4 separate regions of the Mus musculus genome follow, and regions 1, 3 and 4 are each linked to region 2. A link is a contact called in public promoter capture Hi-C data. All regions are on one chromosome and are shown on one strand. The core of a region is the stretch at or near the end of the contact, and the rest is flanking DNA. Distances in the headings are between cores, read along the strand shown. Region 1 holds the start of Tmem183a (transmembrane protein 183A). Region 2 holds the start of Elk4 (ELK4, member of ETS oncogene family). Region 3 holds the start of Btg2 (BTG anti-proliferation factor 2). Region 4 holds the start of Cyb5r1 (cytochrome b5 reductase 1).

Evidence for each region. Promoter capture Hi-C pulls out the DNA fragments that hold promoters and counts their contacts. Capture Hi-C pulls out chosen DNA fragments and counts their contacts.
Region 1: a contact with region 2 is called in a promoter capture Hi-C map of liver, with 3 times the contacts expected there. The contact joins the promoter of Tmem183a here to the promoter of Elk4 in region 2. A contact is called at or near these places in 3 of 39 promoter capture datasets (the C10 cell line, embryonic stem cells and liver).
Region 3: a promoter capture Hi-C map of liver shows a contact between it and region 2, with 2.7 times the contacts expected there. The contact joins the promoter of Btg2 here to the promoter of Elk4 in region 2. A contact is called at or near these places in 3 of 39 promoter capture datasets (the C10 cell line, erythroid cells and pre-B cells), 1 of 484 Hi-C or Micro-C datasets (B cells), 2 of 115 datasets of contacts at active chromatin or transcription factors (large pre-B cells and thymic regulatory T cells) and 1 of 9 other capture datasets (liver).
Region 4: a contact with region 2 is called in a promoter capture Hi-C map of adipose tissue, with 6 times the contacts expected there. The contact joins the promoter of Cyb5r1 here to the promoter of Elk4 in region 2. A contact is called at or near these places in 2 of 39 promoter capture datasets (the C10 cell line and liver), 1 of 115 datasets of contacts at active chromatin or transcription factors (thymic regulatory T cells) and 1 of 9 other capture datasets (adipose tissue).

The regions. Positions count from the first base shown.
Region 1 is chr1:134,360,556-134,363,255 of GRCm38.p6, forward strand. It overlaps Tmem183a (transmembrane protein 183A), which reads right to left and starts at 1,444. Exons shown (of 8, transcript NM_020588.2): 1 at 1,207-1,444; 2 at 979-1,068; 3 at 202-369. The coding sequence starts at 1,315.
Region 2 is chr1:132,006,290-132,008,989 of GRCm38.p6, forward strand. Elk4 (ELK4, member of ETS oncogene family) reads left to right here and starts at 1,331. Exons shown (of 5, transcript NM_007923.3): 1 at 1,331-1,651.
Region 3 is chr1:134,077,854-134,080,553 of GRCm38.p6, forward strand. Btg2 (BTG anti-proliferation factor 2) reads right to left here and starts at 1,302. Exons shown (of 2, transcript NM_007570.2): 1 at 1,059-1,302. The coding sequence starts at 1,200.
Region 4 is chr1:134,404,410-134,407,109 of GRCm38.p6, forward strand. It overlaps Cyb5r1 (cytochrome b5 reductase 1), which reads left to right and starts at 1,372. Exons shown (of 9, transcript NM_028057.3): 1 at 1,372-1,644; 2 at 1,904-2,053; 3 at 2,190-2,262; 4 at 2,637-2,700. The coding sequence starts at 1,630.

The DNA of each region.
Region 1 (2,700 bases), core at 194-2,693, 2.4 Mb after region 2:
CTGTAATGGGATCTGATGACCTCTTCTGGTGTGTCTGAAGACAGCAATGGTGTACTCACACAGACTAAATAAATCTTTAAAAAAAAAAAAAAAAGGTTATCACCGACAATCACTAGTTCCTTGTAGATCTCCCCTCACATTGAAGAGCGACAGCATCCATCACCACAGACAGAGCTCAGTGCTCAGGAAAGCAACCCGTACCTTTATGTCTCTTGCTCTTCTTTTTTCTGGAGACTGATCTTTCCTGAGTGCTTTCTTCCTGGGCATCCATCTCATCACTGCTGTCCAGGATGTCACATGGCTCACCCACCCCGGAAAGAGCCTCCTCGGCAGGAACCTGGGACGCTTCCAAGCCACAAAGAGATTTTACTAGGAGGAAACAAGGAGAGAATGAAACGCACTTGGTCCCATCTGCAAAAATCTTGAAAGCAAGACAAACATAACAAAAAAAAAAACAAAAAACCCAATATGCCAAAGAAATGGAAGTCAACTGCATGGTAAAATATGCACAAACTACCAAAAAAAAAAAGGGGGGGGGGACTGGTATCAAGGAGTGGCAGTGGAAATTAACGAGTACAAAAAGTTGTGTGGGATTTTGTTCTTGTTTTGGTTTGGTGGTTCTTCTGAGACAGGACCTCACACTTGCTAGGTAAACCAGGCTAGCCTTAAACTCACAGAGATCCACCTGTCTCTGCCTCCCCAATGCTGAGATTAAAGGAATGCCCACCGCAGCTGGTCACAAAGTTGGTTTTAACTCAAAGAGGAAACAAAACCATTTCGGCTCCGGAACCTGCTGATCCTGGCTACACACACCCATCCCATCCAGGATACGAAACGAGAAAGTAAACAGTGGGAAGAGCAAACACGTTCATGACCCAAAGGTCAGTAGAAAAAACACCGGGACGCAATTCCAGGTAAATACAACACCCAATGCTGTCTCTTAAAAGCTTGGGCCTAAAAAGACCCACGAAAGCCTACCTTCCTGCTGAATAGCGTTGGCCACGGCTTTCTTGACCCGTCCAGACCTCACCACCGCCGGATCCGAGTTGGCATAGTCCGCCACGGTCACTGAAACAGAGCAAAGCGCCAAGGCCTCCTCAGACTCGAGGCAAAGTCTCCGCCACCGCTCCCCGCCGGGTCCCGCCGCGCCCGCCCCGGCCGCCCAGCCCGCCTTGGCCGCCCAGCCCGGCCCCGCCCCTCGCCCACCTCGGCCCGAGCAGGCGTCGTGGGCCCGGAACTTGAGCCGCTTTCCTCTCTTGGGCATGGTGACGGTGTCCCGATGAGGCCCGCCTAGCTGGCCGGAGCCCCGGGCCATGTCTCGGCCCCGAGAGCCGGCTCCCGGAGCCGCAGAGCACCTCCACCCGGCTCTGCGGCCATCCCCGCACCGAGGCCGCGGCTATCGCGAGGACTTCGGCGAGGGCTCTGGGTCCCGTTGATTGCCGACGCCCCTCTCGGGGAGCCAATCGCCTCCGGGGCCCGGTGACGTCATCACCCGGCGCCCTCAGCCGCAGCGGAGGCCAGGTTCCCAAAGCGGAGCGGGCTGTAGGACGGGGAGTGCGTTGTCACCGTCTTCATCACCGTCTTCTCTGGGGCGTTTGGTCCTCCAGACCGCGTTCTTTAGAACTAATAATTTACATCGTGGTCCACTTCAGCATCTAGATTGCATATATCTTGTTTTCGTCATTCTCTCTTTCCCACTTACGTCAAGTAACCTGAACGTAAATATCAAAGCGGTCGCTATAATTTTGCTTACAAAGGCTTTGAAATTCTCTCTGCAGATCAGTGGCTAACTCCTGTAATCCCAACACAGAGAAAGGATCAGAAGGTGAGAGTCATCCTCGGTTCGTAGCCAGCTGGGCTACAAGAGATGCTGCCTGAAAAATGAGTAAATGTCTGAATTCTCAAAGTAGAAGAGATTCTTAAAAGGTTTCCCATCACCATCATCCGAGCAAATTCTAGAAGGATAGATGAGAACATATAATTCCTTTGTATTAAAAGAGAAGTCCCGTGTTGTGTCTTTTTTTCTTCTAATTCCCTTTCAGCTCCCAAAGTGTTAACAGTCCCTGGCTTAAGAAACAGTCCTTTTGACCCAGGCAACCCAACTGGCTAGATCTACTCAGAGAGTGCCCTATAAGACACCTCAAAGGGGTCTCCATTTTATTCTACCTAGTACTGTGCACAGAAGTTCATAAAGAGCAAACCACATAACTTACTAGAATTATGAAACAGTCTACCACCAGGGATCATAGAATAAGGCTTGGATCACTTGGGAATGATAACTGAAACAACATAATTGGTTATAATCATGCTCTAATTTATCTAGAATTATAACAGGAAGCAAAGGTCTAACAGCCTATAATTGTTCTAAATAATTTTCCATGTATACATAATTAATGTCTGTAGTTGAGTTCAAAATACAGCTGGTCAGCACAGAGCCTTCTCATCTCACGTTACCAGTAAAAATTTAATGAGGCTTTCATGCATGTAGATCTCTGCTCATGTGACACTCTTTAATACTCACACCCAGGAGTCCAAAGGGAATCAAAGATGCAAGAGACTCAGGCCCTATTAATAAACCACTAACTGCTTTAAAAACATAAGGATTTTAGCTGAAATGTTCTCTCATTTTAATCCTTTGGAATGAAAAACATGCTAGTTACACCAAAAAAATTTCTCTTTCAAATTTTGATTGAAAAAAAT
Region 2 (2,700 bases), core at 81-2,580:
ATGAGTCAGTTTTCTTTAGAGGTGGGTCCCTGACCACGATCTAGTGGACTAGTGGACTGTCTCACATCCAGGCATATATGGGCAATACTAACTGGACTCACTGGGTTAAGAAACAATGAAAAAGAGGGCACATAGGGGGATCTGGGAGGAGTCAGAAAGGTGAGGGAGGGGGACTATGTTTAAAATATATTGTATGCATGTATGAAATTATCAAAGAAAAAATTATATATATAGATATCTGTATCTATATATCTATATAGATATCTATAGCTATATATATATGAAACTGAGCTTGGTGTTAAAAGCCTGTAAATTCATCACTTGGGAGGTGGAGGAAACAGGATCAGGAGTTCAAAGTCAACCTCAGCTCGGACTTCATGAGACCTTGCTTCCAAACACAAATCACATTTGTAAGAACCAGCTTACGCTTAACATCCTCATAATGTTGATACTGAGACAGGGTTGCTGAGAGTCCAACCCCAAATTGAGTGGCACAGTCAATCCCATGAGAGCTTTAAGTACAGAAACTGTCTCAAAAAGCCTAAGTAAACAAACAACACACTCATTCGTTTAGTGGGGCAGGGAGACAAAATGGAACGCTCAATTGCCTCAGCTGCGAACACTTGTGAACCTTGGAATTGGGTGTTGATTTCTGCATCCCTTCTTTGGATGTTGCAAGTTTTGAAAATTAGGTTTTCACAGTGACTTTACAGGCAATGAATTGGGTGTTTCGGATTCTTAAGTAAAGTCACTTAGACTGGACGTGGTGGTGCACATCTGTAAATATCTGTAATCCCACCACTTGGGGCCAGGAGTTGAAGCAGAAGGATCTCCTATGAGTTCAGAACAGCTAGAGCTACGTGTTAAAATACTGTTTCTAAACCAAAAAAAAAAAAAAAAAGAAAGAAAAAGAAAAAAGAAAAGAAAGAAAGAAAGTTAAAGCTCTGGACCAAGCTAAGTTGGTAAGGGGGAAAGCTTTTCCCATTCTAGAGAGACCATTCGTCAATGATTCTGATCAAGTGGTGGTGGTAGCTCGCAATGTAAACCAGTGGGCGTCGTCCTCACACGTCAGCTCCGCCGCCACAGCCCTGGGCCCAGATTGCTACCCCGAGAGCCCTAAGCAGGACTTTGGGCCTGCGAGGAAGTACGAATGTCCGGCAGAGCAGGAGTCCCCGGAGCGAGTGCACGGGACGGACTAACAGGGTACGTACGGGAGCCCCGGGCCAGAAACAAAACACTGGCTTTGGGGCCCGGCCCCTCCCCCGGAAGTGACGCTCGCGCTGCTTCGGCGTCGAGGAAGGGCCCCGGCAGTGCCGGGGGGGGGGGGTTTGAGAGTGGCGGAGGCCGCGGAACGACGGGAGACGGCGGCCGTAGTGAAGAACGTCGAGCGCACGCACGGCGAGTGGCAGCTTAACTATAGCCACTTCGCCGTCCCGGCCGCGTGTGCGAGGGCGGGGCTCGAGACCTGCGGCAGCGGGAGATGCGGGCGGCTGCGGGCACGCGGCTGGCTCGGCTCGGCCGCCGCTTTCTCGGGCCCCGGCGCGGGGGTCGCCACTGTTCGCCGCGCGGTCTTTGAGGTCCGAGTGTGAGGAGCGGTGGGCGACAGAGTCTCGCACCGCGTTCAAGGCCGAGGAGTCCCGTGCCCTGCCTGGTGAGCAGCACGCCCACGCCCCGTCGGGGTCTCGCACCACCGCCCCTCAGCCAGGTTTCCGCGCGGGCCGGGCGGAGGTTGCGGGCGCGGCAGGAAGTGCACCGGGCGGAGGGAGGGGCGGAGCTTGGTGGCGGGAGGGTGGGACCTGGTGGGTGGGCGGGGCCCGCTGGCGCGCTCTCCTTGGGGGAGCAGCTCGGTGGAGCTCAGGTGCTCGCCGGAGCGCCCCCTCCGCCTTGCCCGCACCTCGGTGGGTCGTGAGAAGTCCCTTGGGCGGAAGGTGGCAGCGGTTTTTTGTTGCCTGGGTGGGGCAGAGGGGAACGGTTTTAACTTGCCGGAGTGGCAGGAAGTTGGAAAGTGAAAGTGCTTTCTTGGCTCGCCCACGGGCCGGAGGTCTGCGTCTCCCCGCACTTTGATCTCGGGGCGCGCGGCCTCACGCCGCATTCTTCCCTTCCCCAAGCTCGCTGTCCATCCGGCCACAGGTTTTTCTTTCTCTACTTTTCATCAGTCCTCCTCGCTTCCTGTACAGCTGTGGCAAGCTTTTCCTCGGAAAAGCATTGGAAACATCTTTGAGGGGAGGAGTTTTAACGGGCATCGGCAAGGAAATAAGGGGGAATTTGTTGGGTGAACTCAGAAGACACGGTTGGCATTTTCTCGAGCCCTTGCAATGTGAAGGTTAGGTCATTTAAGTAAGAGTCTTTCAGTAGAATGGCTGCCGTTCTAAGGTCAGAGCTCTTCTCTCTTCCCCCCCATGCACAGAACGTGGGGCTTCTGTATTTCCGGCTAGGAGTGGTGTTTTTAAAAGAGTATGATTCAACTTTTCCTTGTAGGAACTCTTTGTTCTTTGATCTTTGGTTTTATTTTAAAATGGAAACTGCTTACGTGGAGTTTGTTACATTTTTGGGGGGGAAATATTGTCTTAACTTTTGGGACACCATTATATATTTGAGGCAGGGGATGTACTCTTCAGTCACCAGCACAAAAAGGTAAAAAAAAAGTATACATTTAATATCCTCTTGTGGCTCTCACCGTTGCTTTCAGCCTCCTCTCCT
Region 3 (2,700 bases), core at 52-2,551, 2.1 Mb after region 2:
TAGAAAGATTCCTGGGTCCTTTCCAAGTTTTTGTACACTGGAAAGCAGCCCCAGAGCTTTCAGGTAGATGCTCTATGGTGGTCATGGATATTTTTGGCACAATCCTGTTTAAGGCAGGAAGGGCTAGCAAGAACCGGCAGGGCCTCTGACGACCAAGGCACTGAAATTTCAAAGCCGGTAGGTAAGCGGCCAATGTTGTTGGTTGCCCAACAAGTCACAAGGCCTCTCATCCCTTCCGCATCAGAAGAGTTTTGAGATCTTTAGCAAAGGTAAGGGGATAAAAAATGGTTTTGTTTTGATGAAACAGCTGTTGGTCCTCAGATCTGTGCCAACATGTTGAGAGATGGCTATCGCAGCCCAAGGCAACCAACCAGTTATAACAGCTGCGGACAGAGGCTAAAGGGTGGCTTATCACTCCTCCACCTCCGTCCCTCACACCCTGCCTCCATAACACACACACCCCCTCCCCGCCCTCGCAGTTGGCTAGGCTACCAGGCTCTTTTCTGTACTACAATAGGTGGCAGATGGTGAAGAGGGACCAAAAAAGAAAAAATACAAAGGGGGCCCAGATTACAACTTGCAGCGGGTAAACACGCGGCAGAATGGGCCTGTATGATGACAGGCTCAGGACTATACAGCAACAGTGGCTAGGACTCAAGAGTTGTCTAGAAAGTTCAATTGCGCATAAAAGTCGCACAGCTTGGCCTGGCTTCACATCCCCTGAGGGTCTGTTGTTCTCCAAGATTCGGAGATAAGGGTGAGCTCGGACTCTGAATACACACACACACTGACTTTTCTCATGGTGTTGTCAGGGTCTCAGAATGTACTCAAGGAAGAGGGTCGGAGCCTCGGGAGCGAGGCGGGGACTGGAGGGCTGGGAGACGGGGACTTAACCGAAGGGACAGAGGACCATCAGTGGCCTCAGAGATTAATTAGAGAAAGACATCTGAGACCCGGAGTTGTTCGCGTAGGGGTCCCCGTCACAGAACAGTGATAAAGACACCCCAGGCAAGAAGTGGCCGCGCCCGAGTGGTTCCAAGACCCCGACGTGTGCTCACCGGTCAGTGCGTCCTGGAGCGCCCTACTGAAAACCTTGAGTCTCTGCTCGCTCACGCAGCCCCGAGTCCTCAGGAGACTGGAGAGGAAACCCACGGCGGCGGCGATCTCCGGGAGCATGTCGGTTCTCTTCCCGTGGCTCATACCGGTGGCTGAGGAAGTAGCTGTATTAGAACGATGATGACGGTCTGGCCACCTCTCGGGCTCTGCCCGGACTTTCCCCGGGCTGCGCCTTTCATACCACTCGGGGAGGCGGGGAGCCGTCGGTGGCGCCCATTGGCCGACGCTGGCGGATGGGGGCGTGCCCCTCCGGTGTCTCGCCTCTCCCCTCCGCCTGCGCCCGCCCCTCTCCGCCCCGCCCGCCAGCTCGCCCGCGCCTCCCAGGCGCTGAGGTCATCGCTCACTGACGTCATTATTGGGAACAAGCACCGGACTCCCGTGCTGTGGGAGGCAGGCGGGAGAGGGCCTTGGACCTGGGCAGAGGAAGCGCGCTACACCGGGCATGCCCGGACGTCGTCTCTGCACAGCGCCAAAACCCAGGTTGCCTGCTGCCTCCTCCAGGATGCCCTCGCCGATGTTATTTCTCCCATGTCTCCTGACAGACACTGACAGAGCCGTTCACCCCCCTACCTGAACATCTCTGCCACTCATCCCCCCAGCTGATCAAAACGGGTTCCTCGTGTTTTCAGCAATGGGGATTGTATTCTTTTTGCTTCCATAATAATTCCACCTCCCCCAACAAATTCTGCTCTTCCTCTTCTGTAATTGCCTAAAAGTAATCAGCTCTCACTGTTTGGTGGGAGGAGTGTCGAGGAGAGTATTTTCTGTCCGTAGGGTTATTTTTCCAGCACTCACTTTCCTTTAAATGGCAGTGTCTGTGTGTGTGTGTGTGTGTGTGTGTGTGTGTGTGTGTGTGTGTGTGTGTGTGTGTGTGTTTAAGTAATCTGGTGTGAATTGTACAAAGTTTTCCATCAGTTCCCTGCCCCTCCCTCTTCCCTGATTGTTTTCCTTCCTTTTTGTGCACTGAGGCTTTTGTAAACACTAGCTCCCCAGAGGAAAGGCTTCAGGTCTGGCTTGTCTACACGCAGGGGCTCAGGGACTGGTGCCAGGAAGCTAGGCAGACTACTGAGTGGGGCAACTTGTCACCCACATCTCTGAGCCCTGCACAGGATGGGGCCTGAATTTAGCGCCATGGCTTGTGTAAAATCCTGTTTTCCCTGAGTTCTAAGCCAGGCTTCTCTCCCTGTATCCCTGGTCTGAGCCACCAGCTTCCCTACCTGGATCCTCTGTATCCACCCTACCCCATTTCCCTCTTCCCTTTTCTCTCCACTGTCTGTTTTGCTGCTTGTTTTTCTTCAGTGGACTTCCCATCAATACTTCTGTCCCTTTTCCCACATGCTCTATCCCTCCCTCTAAATGTCTAGTGCTCCCTCTAAAGCTACCTCCCTCCCTGTTCCCCCTTTCAGACAAAGCTACTGATCACTGTCCCTATAGCACCCAGACCCTCTTTTTGCTTCCTCAGACCTGGTCCCAAGACTGTTGGCTTCTTCATCCCTAAATAATCTCAGTGGGTTCCTTCCCCTCCCATGCCCAAAGCACCTTCCCGGAAAGAGTCTTTTTCTAAAGTGTCCATCTGCTTGCTCT
Region 4 (2,700 bases), core at 122-2,621, 2.4 Mb after region 2:
CTCCTTTAGGAGCTGCACAGCACTCAGAACTGTGCATACTGGTTTGTGATTGTACAAATTCAGTATGGGCACCGCTTGGTGCAGAGATACTTACTGCAAGGGAAGGTCCGGCTTGACCATTTCTGAGTTTCCTGTGAGATAAACCCGGTTTGAAAGAGGTTGGTACCAAATTTTGGTTAAAAATAAAAAATATTCTCCGGCTCTACCTCGCCTCCCCAAAAGGTACCAAGAGCCACATGTGTGGGTTTTACCCACGGGAGGAATCGGGTCCATGTCCACCCAAGCCAAGGTTAAAAGCCCACTCATCTACGGATGAGAAAATCATTTGATCACCTCAGTTAAGCGTTGCCTTATTTAACTTAATTAATAGGGGGGAGAGAGATTGGAGACGTACTATTGAAAGGGCAAGCCCTTCACTGCCTCCCACCCAAATAAAAAGGCCAATTGGCCTTGTACTACAAGAGCCGGTCACTCCTTCTCCCTGTTTCCCACCTATCATCCAAAAAAGCGGAGAAATATCAACTTAGTGTTATTATAGTGTATTTCACATTTGTTCAGTCAAACTTAGCCAAAGTTCCAACGCCCTACTTAAAATTCAACTAGAAAGTTACCTACCAAGTACTAATTAGCATTATAAAGTCAGAGCCTACAGCTCCAGGCTTTTCAGTTAGTTGTTCACTAAGATAAGAAAGGACAGTCTTAAGCCAGATACAGTTTACCATAAGAAAGGTTATAGAATCCCAGTGAAGCAAGTTTTTTTTTAGCCCTAGATTCCAGGCAGAACTATTGAGCATAGATAATTTTCCCCCCTCAGGCCAGCTTTTTCTTTTTTTTTTAATTTTGTTAATAAAAGGGAGGAGATGTAGTCTCCCCTCCCCCAGCCTGAAACCTGCTTGCTCGGGGTGGAGCTTCCTGCTCATTCGTTCTACCACGCCCACTGCTGGAACCTGAGGAGCCACACACGTGCACCTTTCTACTGGACCCGAGATTATTCGGCGGGAATCGGGTCCCCTCCCCCTTCCTTCATAACTAGTGTCGCAACAATAAAATTTGAGCCTTGATCAGAGTAACTGTCTTGGCTACATTCTTTTCTCTCGCCACCTAGCCCCTCTTCTCTTCCAGGTTTCCAAAATGCCTTTCCAGGCTAGAACCCAGGTTGTGGTCTGCTGGCCGGACACAACAGCTAGGCATTTCAATTGTCTGGCAAAGTAGCCTGTTTGGGGAAGAAAAAAAAAAAAAAAACAAGAACTTTCATCTGAAAGCTTCCTGTTCTATTTTAAGCCTGTGCGTGGCTCAACATTCCACTCTCCGTGAGACTCTCAGACCGGCGAGATTTCTCATCATGCTAATTAGCCTGGCTCCATGTCAGACAAAACTGTCATCCTTTGGGGTAGGTCTAAGTTGCAGAGAGAAGAAAGCTCTCAAAAGGAGGGCCTGAGACGGCCAAGATACCCACGCCCTTGGACCACCTACTCCGCACGGAAGAGGGGGGGGCATAGTCCCCGCTAGTCCTGCCTCAGTCAGGCCCTCCTCCATAGACCACGCCCCGGAGAGCTCCGCCTCCGGGCCCGCCCCGCGGCGCATTGTGGGATCTTTCCGCCCCACCGGAGCGGGACGCACCTCTAGGTCATGGGGATCCAGCCGGTAAGACCCTCGTTCTGTGCCCTGAGCCCGGGGTCACCGCCTCAGCTGGTTCTGGGCAGTCTGCCCCGCGGGGCTGTGCCATACCCACCTTGGATGCTGGAGTCTCGCTGCACGAGCTGCGGGCTGAGTTCACTGCTCCGCTTGCTTCTGAGGTTTTGGCATGCTTTCTCGCTGGAGCTCAGGATCGCTACTCCTGGTCCTCCACCCACACCCTGGCACTTCCTCAGCGTGGCGATCACGCTTCCTCCTCTATCCACAGAGCCCGGTCTTGCTAGCCTCTCTGGGGGTGGGGCTGCTTACTCTGCTCGGCCTGGCTCTGGGTACCTACTTGGTTCGAAGATCCCGCCGGCCGCAGGTTACTCTCCAGGACCCGGATGAGAAGTACCTGCTGCGATTGCTAGACAAGACGGTAAGTTGTGAAGAAGTGGGCTAGGGCAGAGAGTGGATACTTAGTTTGAGGGATAGCATCGAGAGTGGTTGGATTGCTCCAAAAGACTTGGCAGGCCAGACCTGCCTGATGAAACATCTTGTCATCTATCCTCTAGACAGTGAGCCACAACACCAGGAGGTTCCGCTTTGCCTTGCCCACCGCCCACCACATTCTGGGGCTGCCTGTGGGTAAGAAAAAAGGGAGTGGGCTTCTCTACTTGGCATCGTATGAGGGCGAGTCACTTCTTAGGTGGTTTTCCTGCTAAGAAAAACCATTGCCCTTCTGTCAATCCTTCAGCCCATGAGGGACCACTCTTTTAGGGTGTGGCTTCTGTGCCCCTACGCATCTCTAACCTCCAGGCTTCTCTCTTTCCTTAGGACTTATTATAACCCGCCTCCTATCCCAGAAAACACTAATTTTCCATTATGCAAATCCTCTGCTTACCTGCTGCTGCTAAGGCCCTGGCAGTAGGGAGTTTCAAAGGTGGGAGGAGGCAGGAGATACTGCGGAGGGGTCCTCTCAGTGGGACTGCAGCTTATGTGTCTCTCTCCATGGTTCCCAGGTAAGCACGTCTACCTCTCTGCCCGAATTGATGGCAGTCTGGTCATCAGGCCTTACACCCCTGT